Regions from separate parts of the Mus musculus genome. Here region 1 is linked to region 2. A link is a contact called in public Hi-C data. All regions are on one chromosome and are shown on one strand. Each heading gives the region's core, a stretch centred on a gene start, on an enhancer-like site or on the middle of the called end of the contact. The rest is flanking DNA. Distances are from core to core; before and after follow the strand shown.

Region 1 (3,404 bases), core at 180-2,679, 220 kb before region 2:
GAACCTGTTTTGTTCCCTGACAAGGACAAAGTGTGGGGTATTGGGTTTATTCTGTAGCACAGTGGAGTGTGTGCTATGAAATCGATGCAGCCATGGATGGGGAGAGGTGATATCTATTTTTCCATTGATGTTTGTTCTTGATTATCCTCACTGGCATCCCACTCCTGAGGCATCCCGGTAGTGCCAGGGTGGGGACTCAGATGCATTCCATCTGGCTCATCCCCTTTTGCCTCTGTGTCCTTCATGGCTGTCCCTAACTTCCTGTCCACTACCAGCATCAGTCTGAAGGCTGAGCCCCAACTCCTTAGGGAGATATATGTAGCTGCCTAAGAACTCTACCCACCAAACATCTCAAACCTTCCCTGTTGGCTTGGGGACAGGGTTGGGAATAAGCGAAGGGCTGAAACATTCAGAGCCTCTTCCTAGACACAGCAGTGGTATTTGTCTTTATGGAAAAGATGGGGAGCCAAGTTGCAGGGACTCACAACTAAGTCCAGTCCGGGCCAGCCCAGGCTAGCCCAGAGTCTCTGACCTGCCAGTATTGCTTCTTCCCTGGGACCAGAAGCATCACCTGAGTGGTATCTACTGGAATTCTATTCTGCCTTTTCCTCCTAGGTTCAAAATAAGGCTTTCTTGGTCCTATCAGGCTCCAACCTGCCTGTGTTTTCCCAGGCAAAGGAGCTGGAGACCTGGGGTTCACAGATAGCCTTGTATGGCTGTTTCTACCAAAATTATACATGAAACCAGAGAGGTTCATGAAACACATATGAAACCAAAAAGTAGTGTGGGTGTGGAAGGAACTGGGAAAGACTAGAAAAGAGCAAACAGACTTTAAATACATGTGTGTGTATGTGCACGTGTGTGCGTGTGCACGTGCATGCATAAGCTTAACCACCTCTGTCACCTGCTTTGACCTGGAATCCGGAAGTGCTCTTTATGACCTTATAGCTTAGAAGCAATGATATCCTAAGTAGAGGCTACAGGTGGAAGCAAGAGTCTGAGGAGAGGGGTCCTGGGCAGAATGTGATTTTAGGTCAGGCTTGAGAGACAAGGGGACATGGGAAGGGGTGGTTTAAGAGAAGAGTCAGTGCCAAGGGTGATATTTTGGACATAATATGATTGAGAAACCTATTAGATACCCAAGCAGATCTGCCTGACAGACAAATGACTGAGCATATTGAGAGTGGGGAGGGAGGGAAGATGAAAAGGAGGGAGGGAGGGGAAAAGGGAGGAAGGAGGAAGAGAGAAAAAAGGGAGAGGGAGAGAGAGGAAGAGGAGGAGGAGGAGGAGGAGGAGGAGGAGGAGGAGGAGGAGGAGGAGGAGGAGGAGGAGAGAAGAGAAGAGAGAAATCGCTGTATCATGCTGTCCTGCCTATAGTTGAAATTCCACATGCTGCGGAGATTCAGCCAGCAGGCCTGTGGAAAACTACTGAAGACTCCCTTGCACCACAGACTCTAAGTTTGAACGAAGGATTGGCTGGCTGCTTCCAAGAAGTATTTTGTGAGGACGTTGAGCGCTTCTTTCTTTTAGCTGAAGCACTTGACTTTGTCAGCAAGCCCAGATTGCATTTCTCTCACTGGGGTGAGCTCGCACCGATCACTATGAGCAGGCTCCCAAGAGGCTGAAGAGGAGACTCTCTGTTGGCCCCAAGGAGCAGAATCATCTTCCAGTCACCTCCTTGTGTCCTTCATAGATGTCCCTGCCTCCCAGACCCCAGCCAGGCTATCCTTTCTTCAGACAGACACATAAGGGAGACAGCACTCAAACTCGGGGTGTTTGGGTGAACTGCAATCAGAGAGGGGGTGGACTGAAAGGCTTAAAAGTGTTTCATTATTGAAGTATTAAACCTCTCTGAGCTGATCGGAAACTGATAGCTGACAGCCTCTATCCTGAGCTTCCCACTGGGTTTATACAGACCTCCCCATCCAGGCTGGAGGCCCCACACTTCTCAGACTATAGAAGGTAAGTGTTGGCTACAGTGAATGCCCTGAGTTTCCATTCCAGCTGTAGCTGACACCCCTTTTCCTGGGTTGGTGCCCACACTAGATGGATTGTCGGTTAAATATAGTGAGTCGTGTCAGTGGCATGGGGCATCAAGTCATGACAGTCTACTGCCAGTCTGTAACAGAGACACAGCTGGGAAAGTGCCCCAGACCCACTAATATCCCAATCTTGTCAGAGCCAGGACAGATCAAGACACCGTCCCCAGTGTCCTCTTCTTGCTTCCGTGGTGCTCCATCTCTCAGACAGGACACTCTGACCCTAGATATGTTTGGATTATCAAGTCCAGACAGTTCTGGTCTGAAATCTATCCTGTCCATTTAAGGAGACTTTGAATATATCTTCTTTGATCTAGTGTTGGCTGCCTTTAAAGTTTTACTCTCCAAGGGAAATTGTATTTCCCATTTCGAAGTTCTTAGGGATACCTCACTCTGGCAAGCCCCATAGACTGTCTACTCACAGGAGGTTAATCTTCATGAAATCCATCAGAGTTAAAGCTGCAGGGACCTTAATAATCATTTAATTCAGCCCTCTGGTTTTATAGGCCAGGTAACCAAGGACCACAGGAAAAAATGGCATGTTGGATCATTATTTATAACGGACATAATATTTACAACCAGTACAAATCACAAAGAAGACATTAATAAACTGAGCACACTGGAAAGCTGCTCACTCTGATTTTTTATAGTGACACAGACTAGTGACCTTCCTGGGCAGACGGAGACCCCTGTTCACTGAGAGGACATGGAGAACAAATATAGCAGCAAAACTCCATGAGCAGAAATCTCTGTTCTCGTCTGATAAAAAGAAGCAAAGAACTCAAAAAAGGAGTGAGAGAAGGCCTGTGAAGGCAGTATCACACAGCATCAGAGATGGTTTGGTTTAGACATGGCTCAATTCAGAGACAGTACAGTTCAAATATGGTCCAGCTCGGATATGGTCCTTCTCAGAATCTTCTTTCTAAAGCAAAGAGATAACTATGTGACAACTATTTGTCATAGTGTGGGTCTCCTGATATCTACTTTTCTTTCATAGCTGCCCATCTTCTGTTGAACAATCATCTCTGTGTTTCTGGATGATGATCTAGGAGATATGAGAACCCTGGTCCCTGACTTCCCTTACCATGTGTTTTCCATATCACCCTATTCAATTCCATCGATGCTCAGGTGAGCCTAGATTATTCTCTGTTTCTGAGAACCCAATTCCCCAACCCACAGTCCTCCCAAAGGCCCCTACTCAGAGACAGAGTCAAAACGGGCATCTGAAATATCCCTGAAGCAGTCTTCAGGGTTGAATTGATCCCCACTTATTCATTGCCAACCCCACGCCATCAGATCACAGCCACACTAGGCGTCAGGGTCTTTATAGAACTAAGGTTGAACGTGGCTATTGGGTAGGCCTCT
Region 2 (3,333 bases), core at 565-3,064:
ATATGCACATCCATCCGTGCATAAGTATAAGATGCAAATTCAGTTTAATCCCAAAAACCTTAGAAGACATGGTTGGCCCTACTGCGCGTGCACCTAGCCACTGTAGGCTGAACTGAAGCATTGCCTCAAATCTCAGACTATGTTCCAGGATGTGTCTGGTCACAAAAAGGAAGTAACTAGGGGTTGCTAAGGCACAGCGTGATCAGCTACATTATCTGGAGACAGGTTTGTGTATCACTTGTTGCAGGTGTTGGGTGGGAGGGTCCCAGGTTACTAAGTTATCCCTGCAAACTACCTGTGTCAGCTGGAACCCAGAGCCTTGTACATGTCTGGTGAGAGCCCTGTTAACACAGTTATACCCCAGCCCCTCTAGCTCTCTTTTTTAAATCTCTGCTTTTCTTTTTCTCTCAGGGTTTAATTTGTTTTTCTCAAAGGCACCTCAGCAGTCCTTCCAATCAGCTTTCAATTCTGTTCATTTTCTTGTTCCAGTCTAATCTTCTAATTTTTTTATTTTTCCCTACTTTAGCTTTCCATTTATGTCTTCTTAACTCTTTTAATTTTTATTTTGAATAGATAATTTTTCTCCCATATTTCAGTTTCCATGAGCTCTTTTTAAAAGTTGCATTTTACCCCCTTACACGATGCAGTGTTTTCTCCTGTGAGGGTAACATGATTCTTTATAAGATTTCATATTCTTTGTGTGTGTGCACAACAGTATAGGTGTCTACAGAGGCATCAGATCCCTTAGAGCTGGAGGTGTAGGCAGTTGTGAGTCAGCGTGGGTGCTGGGACCCAATGGTGGTCCTCTGTTAGAGCAGTATGTGCTCTTAACCACTGAGCCAGCTCTATAGTTCCATATTATAGTCCCTTACCAAGGTTTCTTATGGTATTTGGGTGGGGGGTGTTACTCTGAAATTTCACCCTTTTTCCAAATGCTCAGCCATCCTATCATATTTAAGAGACTGACAGTGAAAGACCAAGAAACCTGGGCATGATTTTGCATGCTTTCGATTCCCAAGTGCGGGCTAAGATGGAAGTGGGCTAAGATGGAAGTTTCGTCTCTCAGGAAATGAGACTCCACTGCACACTATATTCCCAAAGGGAGACTTTCAGATCCCTGGCACATTTGGGAAGGCATTTTGAATATTGTACCCCGGAAGTCTTATTGATGAGTAAGTCTGAAAATGGTCACCAAGACACTGTTAGTGGTAGTGGCAGTGACGACGATGATCACTGCAAAGTGAATTAGTCACACACTCTGGCCTCCACACATGTAGGATGCCACCGTGTACATGTCTCCCAGTAAATAATAAGTGTAAGAAAAAATTAAAACTTGTAGAGTCACACAGGTGGCTGAAATGGAATTTGGATCCGGTTGTCTCTCCTTCCTGATGATGGTAATAGCACTCGGCTGCTGAGATGTGTTGAGGATTCACCGTGCACGCCTTTACCTTCTGCATGGTCTGGCCTCCTTTCAAGCCTCAGAATGCAGAAGCTTGCTGTTCCTCTCTTTGGATGGCTGTTTTTGGCACACAAGTAGACCAGTAACATTTATTTTTAAAAATTCTTATGTAACTGAAGTATTTAACTTCTGTAGCAATTCCCTGCCCCCCTGCCCAAGGACCTGAAAACAGACCTTCTTTAAAAATTATAATTACATTTATTATTCCTGTAGAGGGAGGGAACAGGCATGTTGAGGTCAAAGGGCAACTCGTGGGAGTTAGTTTTCATCTTCCACTGTGTGGATCTCAGGGATTGAACGCAGGCTGTCATGCTTGATGACAAGCACCCTTCTGGCTGAGTCATCTCGCCCGCCCTAAAAAAGGTGGCTTATGACTTTCCCAACACAATTTCCCCACTCCTCCTGTATTTCCTCTGCTGTGCGGAGCTCAGAGAACAAATTGTTCTCTAGCAACTCTTTTGTTTTTGCAGTTGGAGAGATTGAGGGGATCCCAGCACACAACACTAGAAAACTGACTCGTGTTTTCTACAGTTCTCTCCAGTTGAGTTAAGGCTCGTGGTTGTTATATCTTCCAAATTGATAGGTCAAGAATGAGGATCACTGGTATGATATGCACACACACACACACACACACACACACACACACACACCCTCAGGTTTGCAAGACAGTGAGATATTCTGAATGAGATATACATAGTGCATAGTGGTCCATACCTTTAATCTCAGCACATGGGCAGCGTAAACAGATATAGCTTTGTGAGTCTGAGGTTAGCCCGGTCTATGTAGAGCATCCCATGACATTTAGGGCTGCATCATGAGAACTTTTCTTTAAAAAAAAGGCGGTGGGTGGATCCCCTAATGCAAGTTTCTCTTCTTGTGTGTGTGTGTGCTTGGCAATAAAATGAGATTATCTGTAATAAAAGTGTTTCATTACACAAGTCAATTACAAATATTTACAGTCCAAGTGTACAAGGCAGCTGAAGTTAGAGTAGTTGTTAGGTCTCAAACCTGGGACAAAGAGCTGAGGCGCTGATTTAACTGGATCAAACTGGATCTGGTGGCCAGGTTCTCCCAGCATCCCTCAGTCCCTGTTACAGGGTCCTCTTGGCTGGCATACTCTGCCCTCTACCCTAAACTTCTGCAGCCCAAGGGCTGGGCTGCCCTTCCCCTAGCTGCTCTTCCCTATAGAATCCAGCCATTTTGGCTACACCAGCCCTTTTGGCCTCTTGCTCCAAGCTCCCTCCTCTCTATCCCTCTTCTTCCTTCTCACTTCTCCTCACATGATCCACCTCAGTCTGCTGGTCATGTCCACTATGGACTCTCTCCCTGATGCCTCTGTCTGCACTCTCCCTCCTATCTACCATAAGACTTCTCCTCTACCGTACCTAGTATACCATGCCCTCCTTTTATTCTTTTTTTTTCTTCATTCAGTAATAACTACAAATCCTTAATGACTACATGTCAAGCCCTATACTAACTTGACCTACATTGTGTCATGTTGTCCTCATATTACCTCACCTACAGATGAGAAGACTAAGTTGTGAGACTGGCCAATTCACCTTGAAACTGAAGAGGCTACATAAGGGCAATGAGTTACTGGAAGTTGTAGTACTTTAAGATGGGCATGGGTTGCTGGGAGTTGTAGTCCTCCTGATGGGCAGAGCCATGCCACAATGAGATGCACTTCTAATACACAAACCTAATGATCTCCTTAAACATATCACAAGGAAGGGACCCACATTTACTACTTTGTTGTATGGTTCTGATTCTAAGCACTCACTCTGGATCCAGTTTTGACAAGTCTAAGTTAGTAAGCTTCAGCTCTCCCAAATCCGTATCCAGTGTTTACCGCGGGTGCTCTTCGTTGCATC

Evidence for each region. Hi-C and Micro-C count contacts between places; a contact is called where the count stands out from the background.
Region 1: a Hi-C map of cerebral cortex shows a contact between it and region 2, with 1.9 times the contacts expected there. The contact joins two enhancer-like sites. A contact is called at or near these places in 1 of 484 Hi-C or Micro-C datasets (cerebral cortex), 2 of 115 datasets of contacts at active chromatin or transcription factors (heart atrium and neural progenitor cells) and 1 of 9 other capture datasets (embryonic stem cells).

The regions. Positions count from the first base shown.
Region 1 is chr3:85,204,771-85,208,174 of GRCm38.p6, reverse strand. No RefSeq gene overlaps it. Among named protein-coding and RNA genes, the nearest start is that of Gm31096, 84 kb to the right of the region's middle. Within about 2 kb of position 1,429, at least 13 of the 459 cell types and tissues checked have an H3K27ac peak or open chromatin away from gene starts, as enhancers often do. A contact at or near this core is called in cerebral cortex, where this site is marked.
Region 2 is chr3:84,983,687-84,987,019 of GRCm38.p6, reverse strand. No RefSeq gene overlaps it. Among named protein-coding and RNA genes, the nearest start is that of Gm30944, 38 kb to the left of the region's middle. Within about 2 kb of position 1,814, at least 13 of the 459 cell types and tissues checked have an H3K27ac peak or open chromatin away from gene starts, as enhancers often do. A contact at or near this core is called in cerebral cortex, where this site is marked.